Regions from separate parts of the Mus musculus genome. Here regions 1, 2, 3 and 4 are each linked to region 5. A link is a contact called in public ChIA-PET, HiChIP or PLAC-seq and promoter capture Hi-C data. All regions are on one chromosome and are shown on one strand. Each heading gives the region's core, a stretch centred on a gene start, on an enhancer-like site or on the middle of the called end of the contact. The rest is flanking DNA. Distances are from core to core; before and after follow the strand shown. Region 1 holds the start of Ube3b (ubiquitin protein ligase E3B). Region 2 holds the start of Fam222a (family with sequence similarity 222, member A). Region 3 holds the start of Prkab1 (protein kinase, AMP-activated, beta 1 non-catalytic subunit). Region 4 holds the start of Mmab (methylmalonic aciduria (cobalamin deficiency) cblB type homolog (human)). Region 5 holds the start of Mlec (malectin).

Region 1 (2,700 bases), core at 159-2,658, 780 kb before region 5:
GGTATTATGCAAGGAGGCTAAACTAACCTGAGGTCTCTGCTACAGGGCTACTGCGTGAAGCAAACGAAGTTAAAGGAGGCCAAAAACTAAAGCCCCACACTTTTTTCTAGGATAGTCACCCCCCCCCCCCCAGTTCTCCTGCTTTTGAGAACTTCTCCAAACAGTCTCAATGAGGATGTTGTCAATCCTGCTTACTAGGGAAGCTAGGTATTAGAATCTGGTTTCAAACGCCCTCCATTTCACAGCCCAAATCCTTAGTGACACACAGAGACTGTAAAAATACATCGGTGAGCCCAGACTATCCTGTTGTTAACTAGTTCCCAGGTTAGCCCCAGGGGACCAGTTGGTGGTCTACCGGTGCTGCTGGCCGCCTTCTACCAATGTGTGTGTCTCTTGTTTTATACCAAATAGAGCTTGACCAAAGCCAGACACAGGCCGAGTCATCTGTCTTCAGTTTGGGACTGATCTTGTGAGTGAGTGGCAGACAAAGAAGACCTGGGTTAATAGTCCACCCGCCCCCCATCCCCACCCAAGGACAAAGAACCATTCAAGGGACAGACCCTAGAGAATCTCAAGTAAACCGAAACCATCCCATAACGCAGACAGCAACAGCTGACATCCTGGGACTCCCGAGGTGTGGTCACCTAGGGCCTCAAGGGAAGTGATTAGGTAGGTATCCAGGTGCCACTTGAGGCCAGACTCTGTGGTCAGGGTACCCCGACCTCAGACATGTCTCCTTAGAATTACTGTTACCAGTCATCTCGCTCCAGACTTGTGGGTTCAGAGACGCCCCCTCCCTCTCTTGCCTGGAACCCCACCTTACTCAAGGCACAGCCTCCCAGAGGCCAGACTTTGCTCGATTCCAAGGGTACACGCTCGCCCCTCTCCACACGCCCTCGAACCCTCGTTCGTTCCCCACCCCGAGCGTCGGTCTCGATGCCTCCGCCGCCGTCTCTTTGTCCCGACGATCTCCCACGTCCCATCGCCCATCAGCACTCCAGGCTCGCCGCCCAGCGCCACCACCGCCCGCAGGACCAGCCGCCCCTTCGCAGATCCCCACCACCACCACCCCGACCACGGCTCCTTTCATTTGAAGCCCTTCCCCCGCTCCGGACCTCGCCCGCACGCGCTACTCAGCGCCCCACCGCTCCCGCTCAGCCTCGTCGCCACCCTCGCCCGCCCCGAAGCTCCCCGACGGCGGCCACCGCCCTCACCATGAAAAGTCGGAGGACGCCGGAGTCTCCAAATCCGGACTGAGAGGCAGGAAACACCCAGCTCGCTCAATGCAGGGGGCGGAGGCGGGGCCGGGGCGGGCACTTCCGGCGTCCGTCCACACCCCACTTCCGCCCCGCAGAGGGACTCTTCTTAAAGCGTTCCCCCCCACCCCCCACCCCCGTAAGCCCTAGATGGGGGGAACTCTTTTTATCAACCGTTCCCGCCTCCCCTTGGCCGAGTCAGGCGTTTAGTCCCACTTCTGGATGTTTGTTTCTCCTTTCCGTCTGCTAAAGAAGATGACAAGAGGAAAGGAGTCCTCACCTCCTCCATGGGCAAAGAAGCAGTGCGGAACTGTTGTTTCCCGGAACTGAATAATTGCTTGCTTCCCAAGAGGTGTTCGGAGCACAACACCCGGGGCAAGATGGCGGCCGGGCTTCGGCCGCTGCCCCGGGGCTGGCGGACCTCGGGGGGATCGGGCTAAGGCGGCGGTCGCTGCGGCCCGGACCCCGAGTGCGGGGCCTCGAACGGATAAAGATCTCCGGACTGCGGGTAGCGAGTGGGGACAGGATGGGCGCTTCTCTGGGCGGCGGGGCCAGGGACGGAGGGAGGCTATCTGGGGGGCCGAGTCTTGGTTTGAGTGAAGTCGGAGGAGGGACTGGCTTGCGGGCTTCGGGGATCTCCTTGTCCCCCTTCCATTGATTTCCGTGCCGAGGCGACTGGCCTTGCCAGCCAACTGATTGTGGGCGAGACGGACTTGTTCTTGTGGTTGTTGATGTCGGTGCCTGTGAGAGGCGTCGGGCCTCCGGATCACCCCAAGTGGAATTCGAGCCCAGTGCTGTCGCTCGCTGTGTGACCTTGGGTGAATCTAGTCCCATCTCTGACCCTCAGTTTCCTCCTCTGTAAATAGAGTAATTAGATTGTTTTACGGAGATTATTTTAGAATACGTTTTAGTGTGGTTCCTGACGGCTCTTGATCAAAAGCTGGAAAAACTGGATCGTATTTTGACTTAAGCCTAGCTAGCCTCACAGGGTGCCTGGCATTCTCAACTTCTCTTTGTGGTGCCTTTCTGTGTGTGTGATTCCTGAACCTTGCCTTTTTGACTTGCCGATAAGTAATTCCTTTGGGAATTCAAAGTCAGGGACGGTGGGTGAGGACACTGGCGAGTTATGTGCCCTCTGCATTTCGTTTCCCCATCTGGATAGGCTGTAGCTGTCTAAGAGCAATAGTTTGGCTTATTAATGGTTTCTTTAAGAGCTGTTGTCTTATCTTAGGCTTTTAAAATTGGGGTGTTGTAGCCTCACAGGATAGGCTTCCAAAGGGAGGCCTAGTTAAATAGATCTACAATGTCTGTTACATGGTCTACACTTAGATGGTGGCCCTTAGGCCTGGGAAACTAGCGACTTCTACCATAAAAGAAAGTCGCTCAGCAACTTGTGTTTATTTTTACTTCACAGTCTGGACTCCTGTGCGACATGTTGTGCTTC
Region 2 (2,700 bases), core at 31-2,530, 590 kb before region 5:
TTAACACACTCCTCATAGGGCCTGTTCCAAGAGTAAACGGAATAATGCATAGTACCTACCCTCAAACAGGTACTCAGTGAATAGGATTACCTGCTTTCAACCCTTTAGGTCTTCGACAAAGGGACTACAACAACCAGCATGCCTTGCCCTTCCAATCGGGACTCCTTCGCCTGTTTTAGGCTCGCAGCAAGCCGGGAGTTGTAGTCCTCTAGGAGCAGGACCCGCCTCATCCCCGCTTGGGGAAAAAGGTTGGAGAGCCGCCCTGCCGGCCTTTGAATTTTGCCGCGAAAAGCGCGCGTGGCGGCCCCCAGCCCCGCCTCGCGGAGGACGCGGCGCCGCGTCACCGTGGTAACCGCCTCTCGGCTGCAGCTGATTGGGCCGTAACGCGGGGGGCGGACCGGGGGTGAGACGCAGCGGCAGGAGCGGGCGCCCGCGCCTGTCAGTCGTGCCGGAGCGGAGCAGCGGGCAGCATTGCCGGGCCGGCAGCTCTGCGAAGAGGCTGCGCGCGCCGGCCAGGCCGGGCGAAGAGCCGGGCCCGAGGCTAGGCGAGGGTGCTGGGCAGCGCGAGGTTGCGGCTCCGGGAGCCCCGCGAACCGTCCCGGGCCACGGGCACGGGAGAGACCTGTGCGCCGACCGCTGCTGCGGCGCTCGAGCACCATACCGGGTGCACGGCTCTCCATCCCCGAGTCTGCCCTGCGCCTGCTGGATCTGCTGGTCCTCAGCGCCAAGGCCCGCGAGGCTACATCCCAGTCTCTGCCGCTCGCTGCGGCTGCCACTGCCGCTGCTCGCCGGCTTCCCCTCCCCCCACACCCGGAGCTCGGAGCAGGAGGAGGAGGGGCCGGCTCATTCTCGGCGCTGCTCTCTGCAACCTGCGGGGGCCGGTGCACGCCGGGCGAGGAGCCCGGGCCGCTGCAGGTGCGTGCAACCCTCCGAGGAGACGGACTCTCCACCTCTGAGCAAAGCCGGGAGCTGCAAGCCGAGGGCGGGAGGGCAAGCGAGAGGAAGCAACAAAGACAGGCTGCAGCTGGGGCTGGCGAGAGGGGCCGCGGCCGCCGGCCTCCCAGCGCGGACGGAGAGGGCGCCCTGGGAGAGGCGCGGGCAGAGCTGCAGCGGTGAGCCGGGCCCCGAAGGGAGGCGCAGCGCCTCCCGCCGGACGTATGGAGCACAGTCTCCTGCGAGGATGCGCCGCCTGAGCGCGCGAGCGGCCGGGGTCCCAGGCGGACGCGACGGGTACTGAGAGGGGGGAAAAAAAAACCTTTTTCCGACTTCGGACGGCGCTTCCGGACGCAGGGATCGCCCTCACCGACGGCTCCCCTTTCCATACGAAGAAAGACATCGGCCCCCTAAGGGGGCCTTTCTCCAGCAATCTTTATCACCCCTGCATGGCCGCAACCCGCAGATCGGAGCGTCGTGGCCTCTGAGATTTGGTGCCCTTCGTCCGACTGCCTGATACGGTGAGTTGCGGGGTGCAGAATTTTGGGTTTGAGCTGGGGACAGCTCCTCGCAACCTGGCAACCTGGACTGGCCCTAAAAGGGCCCTAGGTTGTTGGGTGCCCAGAGACAGCAATGCTACTTGTCCACCCTTGTCCTGCCCACACAACTTATTTGGACTGGCTGGAGTGGAGATTGTGGACCCTCGTGGGTATTCTACTGACATCGGTATTTGTCAGAGGAAAGGCACCCCACCCATGAAGCTAACAAAGGTGGTGGCCCTGTCCTCTGGAGATTCTTAGGGAATCTTGTACTTTTGTAAAGATTGATTGGGGGCAGCCAGGGTTGGCCAGCATGGAGGGGGTCTACAAAACCACCTTTGGGATCTTAAAGAGACAGAGCTCAGAGACAGGGAGTCCCAAAACTTCATGTCTGAGGATGGTGTCTTTCCAGGCAAGACATTTGTGTGTCTATTGTTACAAATAACTCACAAAGACAGCATGTTCCAATGGGCTGCATGTGACATCACTGCCCGACCTTTGATGTCACCAGAATTGTGACAACACAGCTGGCTTTGAGTGGAGCCAGAATGGCCAAGGCCGAATGCCTTGGTGTAGTAGAAGGTGAAGGCCAACTCCCTGTCCTCCCCGGCCGCAATCTTATGACCTAAATCCCCACTCGAGGTGGGGGAGGGAGGCAGGCAGTGCCAGCTGTCCCTGCCCCTGAGGACAGGTGTTCAGAACTCTGCCTATGTCTCCTGCAGTGTCTGGAGTCTCCCAGACTCCCAAACAGAGCAACCTCTTACTTTTAAGCAGGATGCTTAAAAGGAGGTCCCCATGAACCCTACCATGTACCCAGCCAGCAACTGGAGTTCCCAGGGTCCCCAGAAAAATGTGGGCTTCAGCCTTCAAACAGGCTTCTCTTGAAAAGGTGAATGTCCTGCCTGAGCCAGAGAGAGAGGGGAGCCAGGACCTTCCTGGTGTGTGTGTGTGTGTCTGTCTGTCTGTCTGTCTGTCTGTCTGTGTAAGTTCAGGGAACTCCCCTGCTCTTCAAGGTAAGGGGCCATGGTCCAGCTGGGACTCCTGCCTTAGCTGTTCCCCTTCTGTCATTTAAGATGACTTTGACAAGCAGTGTAATAGATGCTCATTAAGCAAATACCAGGCCAGGGGGGATAGGTGGAGATGCTGAGAGCCCTCCTCTCCCCACCGAACTCTGGCAGCAGCCCTGTACAGTATGGAGCCCAGAGAGCTCCCAAGCCACAGCCTGCTT
Region 3 (2,700 bases), core at 33-2,532, 870 kb after region 5:
CCAAAATTAAGATCTGGAGAATAGTAATGTGGGTTATGTAGCCCAGTTAGGGGGTGGGGGTGGGGGAGTGAAAGCGGAGTGAGCTGGCCAGGCAATTAGCCTGTTTAAGTAATGGGGATTAGTTGGCAACCCGGCAAGTAACAGAGACCAGGCTGGTGAGCGCCAACGTTCCTGAATGTAGTTTATTCTGAGCAATTAGCTTCTTTCCTCCTAGAATCACCAAATGCCCTTGGACTGGGGCCCTGTAGCCGGAAGCACTGGCCACCTCACTGTGGTTTTAAGAGAATGTGGCTCAGGCAGGAACTTTCAGCTTGGCCTGCAAAAATCTGTTTGCTCTGGTCTGCTTAAAGTCCAAGGCATTATTTCAGTAACGTGGGAGAGAAGTGGGGGTAATTAGCTGCTGGCTGGCGTTCAGAGTGACTCTCGGTCACTGACCTCCTCCAGTGGAATTGCCGGATCTAAAATAAAGTGAGCAGGGTGGACTGAAACTGTCAGAACCAAACACCTCTGGCAGTCAGCTAGTCAACTTCATTTCCAGCTTAACGTATGTGCTCCCGTTTTACCGCCAAAAAGAACACTAGAACTCCCAACCCAACTTTTGCAAAAGCCGGTCGGCCTGAAGTGTCTCCAAGCCGCGCAATCAATTACACCGAAGAGAAAAGTCGACACGGGTGCTCAATTACAGTTTAGCTCGACTCTTAATTAATTAAGGATCTCAAACGCGGTCCCTGAGCTGCTTTCTCCTTAATGATGTTCAACCAAGCCCAGGGTGACTCTCCTCCCATCGGTAATTAGGCACAAGTCCCAGAACGGCAAAGAGGGCTATGACAGAGCCACCTCCCCCGCCCCCCCCCAAGGTGTGACGCTGGGAATGTGGCGGGAACTACAGCAAAGGGGGACCCTCCCCGTGAGTCAAGAGGGCTCCGACGCCCCTCCACTCAGCACCTTGATCTCTTCGGAGTGGAAGATGTCGGCGTCTTCAGGGCTGTCCATGAGGATCTTGGGCCTGTCCCCATCCTTGGCGCCCCCGGAGCTGTCCCTCCGCGGCGTCTTGTGGCCCGCCTGCCGCTCCAGCGCGGCGCGCTCGCTGCTCGTGTTGCCCATGGCTGGGAATCTGCAGGGACACAAGGAAGCCGGAAAGGCCGGGTCGGACCCCCGGGGATCGCGAGTCACGCCCTCTCGGATCGCGCGCTCGCTCGCCCGCCGAGCTCCGCTTTACCTGGCTCGGGCGACCGCGACTGGAACTCCGAACAGAGCCGGAGCGTAACCTGACACTCCTCCCGCAACTCCCCTCCACCCCTTAGCCACTTCCGCTTCCGGCCGGGCCCAGCGAAGGAAGGAAGGAAGGGTGGTCACTGGGGATGGAGCGCTCTCGGAGTTAGGGTGACATCAGTTCCGTTTCCGCCTCTTCCCTGCTGCTCAGCGCGAAGCGGTCGCGGGTGGTTCGGGGCTGCCACCAGATCGAGCTTCGTAGCGGCCAGCGGGAGGCGCGAGCGAGCGAGAATGCCAGAATGCCATGGATGGCGCCGACCACCTCACTCCAAGTTGGTTACTCTCCAGTAACTCGAATTACGAAACGCGAAACCCACGGCGGCTTGGAGCAAGCGCTTGCTCTTGCAGAGTACCCGGGTTCGGGTCCTGGCGCTTCCATGGTGGCTCACAACTGTTTGCAGTTTAAGTTCCAGGGGATCCCGGCGCCCAAGGCGGTGCACACATATACGGGAGGGCAGAGCATTCATACACATAATCGTAAAAACAAAACAAAACAAACAAGAAGAAGAAAAGGGAAAAAAAGAGAAAGCGCCGGGCATTGGTGGCGCACGCCTTTAATCCCAGCACTTGGGAGGCAGAGGCAGAGGATTTCTGAGTTCGAGGCCAGCGTGTTCTACAGAGTGAGTTCCAGGACAGCCAGGGCTATACAGAGAAACCCTGTCTCGAAAAAACCAAAACCAAACAAAAAACAAAACAAAACAAAAGAACCTCACGTTTAAGTCTCTCCCGTAGATGCACTGGCTCTCACAATTGAATGTATTAGGACAACCTAGGGCTCCTTCAAAAGGAAGGCCTCTCCAGAGTGGCCAAATCGTAATTTCTGTCTGTAGACTAAGGATGGAGGATGCTGACCATCTTCCAGGTGTTTGAGAAAACTTAAAGACCTAAGATTTCTGGGAAATTGACGTTCTCAGTTGGGTTCTGTTGTTTGTTTCAAGTTGAGTGCCTATTGATAAGTCTTTTTGCAAGAGCCTTGGGGCTACATTGGCCACATTATGTGTAAAATGTATCAGGGCTTAGTGTTTCAGCAGAGGTACAGACTGCTGTAATAAAACGATCTCAGCTTCACAGTCAGCCTTTAAAGAAACAACAACAACATTGTCTTGTGGGGTTTGTTTGTTTGCTTTGCATTGGATTTTCTAGGTCATGTCTTACATTTACCCATACATATGTTTTGGTTTTTTTGTTATTCTGTTTTTGTGTGTGTTTTTTGAGACATGGTTTCTGTGTGTAACAGCTCTGGCTGTCCTGGAACTTACTTTGTAGACCAAGCTAGCCTTGAATTCATAGAGATCCACCTTCCTCTTCCTCCCACTCAAGTGTTGGGATTAATGGTGTGTACCACCCTGCCCAGTGAACATCTATATTTTAAATTATCTGCAATGTGACACATTTTTGTTAAGGGAACCAGGGACCCCGATGTCTGAC
Region 4 (2,700 bases), core at 16-2,515, 710 kb before region 5:
TTTGTCTCCCGTCTTGGTGTAAATCTTGGGGATCTTGGCTGCCGTCGAGGACGGCTGCAGCCTGATGAGAAACAGACACAAAGGCGTGGTAAGTGGGAACGGCTGCGCCTCGGGGAGTGACGCCCAGCTTTCAGTCTGCAACCTCAGGGGCAGCACTTCTCTGCCTCTGGGATGGCAATCTCCCGTCAGCCATTTCCCCGCTGCCCCTTCCTGACAGCTTCCTGTCCCTGTCTCTACCTGTACAGCAGCTGCTGTAGCATACTGCTCAATAAAGATTCTTGGCAAATACTGGCAGGAAGGACTAACTGGTCACTCCATGTAGCCCTAGCTCCACAGTGGGCTAAAGCCGCTAGCTCCTGGAACTGCCCTTCAGCTTCTCCCACACTCCCAAAGTTAGCCATACGCTTCTCCGTTGAGGAAACTGGAGCCCACAAAGATTCAACTTCCTAGATCTCCAGGAAGAGACTGGGCTGGGATTCATGCCCAAAACCCTTCTACTGTAAGCCTGACCTGGTCCATTACCCTCCCCAAACTCTTGTCTCTTCTAACCCCAACACAGAAGTTAGCACTTCTGGGGGAAAGAAAACTAGGCCACTTGCACTTTTCTAAGATTTTTCAGTGTCAAGGAAAAAAAAAAATACACTGTCAAAATGGAATTTCAAAAATGCTATTTTAACTTAATTTTTTTTTTTTTGAGGACTGCGAATGAACCCCGACTCTGCCATTTTCAACTAGCAGTGCATAACTTAAAATTAAAATGTGAATTCACAAAATTATTTCAAAGTCAGAGGACTGGACAGGGAACGCTGATCATGAGGTCATGGTAGTCTGCAAGTCCCTATGCAAGTTTCTAAGTGTTACCATGTCTTCCTGGTGTCTTAATCCTAATCCAAACAAACTGCTTGGGGAGGCCGGACAAAACCCACAAGAGCATGCCCCTGCCCTGACTGACCACAGCTAGACTCCGTTAGAACTTGGGGAGGAAATCCTGGCCTCTGACGCCATGACGAGCCCAGTGACGTCAGGCCACATAGAGCACGTCATCGGTGTGATGTACCCACGGAAACAACCGTTCCTCCTCCGTGTTGAGTTACTCTCCAGGCCTGAAACTCACCTGTCCCCGTCTTCCCCGCCCTGAGGGCCACGGCTCTGGAAACGGGGACACAGCAGTCTGCAGGCGCTGAGACGCCCGCGCAGGCCGAGGCGACCCCCAAAGAGCCACACAGCCATGCGCACGGTAACGCATCCAAGACTGACCCGGCTAGGCACCCGTCCAGGCCCGGGGATGACTCCGCCCCGCAGCCGGCCGCGCCACCTCTCAATCGCTGTTTCCTATTGGCCTGGGGCACTCGCACCAGGGCGGGGCACTCCCCAGCTCTTGATTCCCATTGGATTACTTGTAGAAAGAGGCGAGGCAATTTCGGCTTGCTTGAAGTTCCCATTGGTTAATGTTTGACCCAATCTGTAAAGGAGCCCTTAGCTCCAGCTCTCTGATTGGCCTCAGGAAGACACACCCGCCTCCTTGGAACTCTCCCATCTGATATGGAGAAGACCGGGAGCTGCGGCCCGGGTTTCAGCTCACTTGGGCGCTGGCCGGGGCAGGTGAGAAGCCTGGGCTGCGGGATGGGCGGCGTGAGGACCGGGTCCCGGACACCCCGGGCCGGGCGCCGCGGTTCTCTGCCTTCGTGTCCTCGATCTGAGCGCTCGGCGACCTCAGATCGGACAGTTTCCCCTAGACTAGGGTCCCGTAGACTGGGCTACTTAGTGTGCAGTGGGGTGGCCAGTGAAGCCTTGAACCCGGGTGATTTTTGCATTATTTATAACAACGTAAAAATGCATGCACCCATAAATCCAGCAAAACCACTCTGTGACATGACTCTTGCCTTGCAGAAGTTCTTGTTTGAACGTGCAACACAGGGCGTTAACAGGTGAGTCCCGGCAGCCGCGTTTGTGATTGTGACAGGTTGGTTGTGGTCTTGAGGTCCGGGAAGGATTCTTTCTCCTGCAAGATTTTATCTAAACCTCGCGTTCCCACACGCATCAAACACATGGCCGTCCTCAGAGTAGGCAAGCAGTCCATGCCTGAGCTCATGTCAGTTTCTACTGGCAACAGCAGTGGTAATAAACTCTGGAGCTGAGAACCTGTCAGTGCCGAGTAGCTCAGTATAGTCAAGAGGCCACTTTGCCAGACAGACAGGCCTTGCTGCTGGTAGTCCTTTGAGTCAGCCTCCAGTATTGCCTCTATTATCTGATATATGGGAAACAGATTCATGGCATAAGACATTCTGGGGACGGAAGAGCTGTGGTCTGAACCCAGATTTTTTTTTTCCCATTGTCCACCTGACTGGCTCACTGCACTGTCATCCTGGAACATAGCTCTGGATGGTAGTTCTGGATGGAGTTTCTCTACATGCTCCTGGCTGTCCTGGAATTCACTCTGTAGACCAGGCTTGCCTCGTACACCCAGAGATCCACCTGCCTCTGCCTCCACAGTGCTGGGATGAAAGATGTTCACCTCCAAGCCCAGCCTTCCTGGTGTTTGTAACTAACATCTAGGGAACTTTGTTTCTCTCTCTCTCTCTCTCTCTCTCTCTCTCTCTCTCTCTCTCTCTCTCTTTCCTTGCAGAAGTCTCAGAAGCCATGTTGTCAGAAGCCCTGCTGGTGTCCGCCCCGGGGAAGGTCATCCTCCATGGAGAACAC
Region 5 (2,718 bases), core at 92-2,591:
CGGTTTTCTCCAAAGAATGAATTGGGGGGGGGGGGGGTAAGGTAACCTATAACAGAAGTGCCTAGGGCAGAGACCCGAGTCCCAGCTAGTTAAGTTAAAAAAAAAAAAAAAAGTTTGTCTACTGTGTCTAGAGACTGCCCAGGAACCTGTATTTTTAACCATCTGTTCTCAAAAATTCTCATTTGGCCGTTGTGAACCTGTATTTTTAACCATCTGCCCTCAAAATTCTCATTTGGCCGTTGTGAACTGTGAAACTCTGTAAAACCCACTTTCCCCCTAAGCTGGGATCAAACGTCTTACGATCACCCGGGGGTCACACTCAAACCTTACACAGGTTGACCTCATAGGCAGGATGGGCTGCGATATACCGACACCCGTCGGGTGGCTTTGACTTTTAAGCATACAAATTCCAAAGGAGGGGAGGGGAGGGGTGCCACAGTCAAACTTTCCCGTACTATTCCCCCTTCGAAGACTCCCTGCCGTTCTGGCGAAGAATCAAGCCTCAGTCCCGGGCTTGGAAGGGGCACGGAAAACGGCGGGTGATCTGTAGGGTGGGCAAAGCATCTCCTGGAAACCGTCGCGATGGATGGCAGAGCAGCGGAGTCGATGACCTCCAACCTGCGAGGCCTCCAGGCGCCAGGCAAAAGGCCACCCTTGCCTTTTACATTCCCAGCTTGGGTGGGATGAGGGGCTGGGGCAAGGTAAAATGAGAAAGGGTCTAAATATAAACTTCTCGCCAACTCTATGCCTCGATGGCTCTTGGAAGCTTCCAGTCAGGGCTAGGCCCTGGGTCCTGGCCAGGTCCCTGGAGGGTGGGGGGTTGGGGGGCTGGGGGTAGGTTCACTGCAGAGAGAAACTTCGTTCCAAGGCTGTGGTCTCCCGGCTGGAGAGGAAGGGGTTCGAGGCCCGCAGCTGCGCCCTGCTCCCAGGCTGCGGACCCCCCCAGGCTCGGCCGGAGGGGCTCTCACCTCGGCCCACCCGGCCTTCCAGAGGGTCCTTGCGGAAGTGGATCCCGTGCACGTCCACATGCGCCTCGCCGCCTGCGTTCACTGCCCAGATGACGCTCTCCGGCAGTCCGGCCCCGGCGGCGCCGACCACGCCGAGCCCCGGACCCCGGAGCTTCGGTCCCAGCAGCAGCAGCAACAGAAGCAGCCGGAGAAGCGCCACAGCGGTTCCCTCGGCTCCCCGGGGCCTCAGCATGGCGGCCACCACGGCGGGGGCAGCCCCTGCCGACCCTCGTCCTCGGCCGGCCGCCCCCAACTCAGGAGAACAGCGCAGCGGACCGTTCTGCCTCGGCAACCCGGGACATGTCGCTCTCAGGGCCTCCTCCTCCTCCTCCTCCACCTCCTCGGCCTTGGGGCGCCGCCTCCCACCTCGGGAGCAACCTACCCCGACGCCCAGCCCTCAGCCCGGAGCGCCTCAGCCAATCAGAGGGAGGCCCTCATGAATTACCCACCACCCCGCCGAGAGCGGCCGCGCCATTGGCTGGTGCGTCCGGGGAGGGGAGTGGCCGCGCCTAGGCTCCGGCCCAACCACGGGGCACGAGAAGGAGCGCGCGCCCAGGGAGGGAGTTCGGTTGAAGCGGCGGTTCCATGCGGAAGTGGCGGGTGCAGCGCCCAGGCCGCCCCGGAATCCCACAGTCGACTGGGAAAGGTGGCCTGGGCCGGGGAAGGTTTAGAGAAGGGCGCACTGACACGTCGCCAACACTTCCGGTGCTCTAGAGCTGGGGACCGAGTCAGCTCAGAAGGGGGCGTTGCCGCCTTTTCCATCCCTCCTCCTTCAACTCAGAAAGCAAGAGCCCAGGCTCTTGCAAGCCGAGCGATGGTTTGTCCCCGGGTGGAGCATCGGGGCCCGTCTCTCCCTTGGATGCCATGTGAACAGGTGGCGGGACACGCGAGTCCCGCGAGGATACGGTCCCCACCGTCACCCCTTAGCAGGCGCTTGGTGTGTGGTAGCGTCCAGGAGGCCGTCCAATCAGAATGCTCCAACGCAGCGGAAACGCGTGGCTGTTAGGGGGAGGGGGCTCCAGGGTGCCTGCGTCTCCATGGCGACGGTCCCTGGCGGGCCTGGAAACCTAAGTGGAGCTAGGGGCTTCCTCCTCCTCCTCCTGCTGGGGACCACTGGCACGACCCGAGCTCCCTGCTTTGGCATTTCACACAGCGCTCTTCTGCGTTATTGTCCATGCCCTTGGGTATCTGCCTCAACTCCCATTTTTCCGACCCAGCCAAGCGGGGGAAGTGGAATCATTTGTTCCATAAGTACTTATCCTGTCCATACAGATAATGCGGACAAAACATGGAAAGCCCGGTTGAATTTGATTTTTGAGGTTCAGAAAAAGGAACATAAAACAACTCTGGGCGCGCTGACGCCAGGTGACGCGTGCCTGTATTCTCAGAGGTTAAAGCAGGATGATTACCGGGAGTTTTAAAAGGCCAGCTTGAGCTCCAAGAGTGCGATCCTGTCTCTATAACAATAAATAGGAGGCTGGAAAGATGGCTCGGTGTCTAGAGCGCTAGCTGCTTTGGCAGAGAACATGGGTTTTTTTACCCCCAGTCCCCTTAAGGCTGCTAAGGATGTGGGGGCCCAAAGGCCAGGAGGTCGTGGCACATGCCTTTAATCCCAGCACTTGGGAGGCAGAGGCAGGCGGATTTCTGAGTTCGAGGCCAGCCTGGTCTACAAAGTGAGTTCCAGAACAGCCAGGGCTATACAGAGAAAAAC

Evidence for each region. Promoter capture Hi-C pulls out the DNA fragments that hold promoters and counts their contacts. ChIA-PET counts read pairs in DNA pulled down with a chosen protein or histone mark. HiChIP or PLAC-seq counts read pairs in DNA pulled down with a chosen protein or histone mark.
Region 1: a promoter capture Hi-C map of liver shows a contact between it and region 5, with 2.8 times the contacts expected there. The contact joins the promoter of Ube3b here to the promoter of Mlec in region 5. A contact is called at or near these places in 5 of 39 promoter capture datasets (the 3T3-L1 cell line, cranial neural crest, liver and 1 more), 1 of 484 Hi-C or Micro-C datasets (the G1E-ER4 cell line) and 2 of 115 datasets of contacts at active chromatin or transcription factors (effector CD8 T cells and memory CD8 T cells).
Region 2: a contact with region 5 is called in a promoter capture Hi-C map of liver, with 3 times the contacts expected there. The contact joins the promoter of Fam222a here to the promoter of Mlec in region 5. A contact is called at or near these places in 5 of 39 promoter capture datasets (the 3T3-L1 cell line, liver, pre-B cells and 1 more).
Region 3: an RNA polymerase II ChIA-PET map of memory CD8 T cells shows a contact between it and region 5, with 5 read pairs. The contact joins the promoter of Prkab1 here to the promoter of Mlec in region 5. A contact is called at or near these places in 2 of 115 datasets of contacts at active chromatin or transcription factors (memory CD8 T cells and pancreatic cancer cells).
Region 4: a contact with region 5 is called in a FOXA1 HiChIP or PLAC-seq map of pancreatic cancer cells. The contact joins the promoter of Mmab here to the promoter of Mlec in region 5. A contact is called at or near these places in 2 of 115 datasets of contacts at active chromatin or transcription factors (memory CD8 T cells and pancreatic cancer cells).

The regions. Positions count from the first base shown.
Region 1 is chr5:114,379,212-114,381,911 of GRCm38.p6, forward strand. It overlaps Ube3b (ubiquitin protein ligase E3B), which reads left to right and starts at 1,409. Exons shown (of 28, transcript NM_054093.3): 1 at 1,409-1,764. It overlaps Kctd10 (potassium channel tetramerisation domain containing 10), which reads right to left and starts at 1,294. Exons shown (of 7, transcript NM_026145.4): 1 at 1,215-1,294. The coding sequence starts at 1,217.
Region 2 is chr5:114,566,971-114,569,670 of GRCm38.p6, forward strand. Fam222a (family with sequence similarity 222, member A) reads left to right here and starts at 1,281. Exons shown (of 3, transcript NM_001004180.1): 1 at 1,281-1,454.
Region 3 is chr5:116,023,146-116,025,845 of GRCm38.p6, forward strand. Prkab1 (protein kinase, AMP-activated, beta 1 non-catalytic subunit) reads right to left here and starts at 1,283. Exons shown (of 7, transcript NM_031869.2): 1 at 946-1,283. The coding sequence starts at 1,104.
Region 4 is chr5:114,442,762-114,445,461 of GRCm38.p6, forward strand. Mmab (methylmalonic aciduria (cobalamin deficiency) cblB type homolog (human)) reads right to left here and starts at 1,266. Exons shown (of 9, transcript NM_029956.4): 1 at 1,115-1,266; 2 at 1-61. The coding sequence starts at 1,230. It overlaps Mvk (mevalonate kinase), which reads left to right and starts at 1,508. Exons shown (of 11, transcript NM_023556.3): 1 at 1,508-1,602; 2 at 2,627-2,700. The coding sequence starts at 2,641.
Region 5 is chr5:115,156,835-115,159,552 of GRCm38.p6, forward strand. It overlaps Mlec (malectin), which reads right to left and starts at 1,342. Exons shown (of 5, transcript NM_175403.3): 1 at 969-1,342. The coding sequence starts at 1,200. Gm35465 (a long non-coding RNA gene) reads left to right here and starts at 2,665. Exons shown (of 2, transcript XR_387598.3): 1 at 2,665-2,718.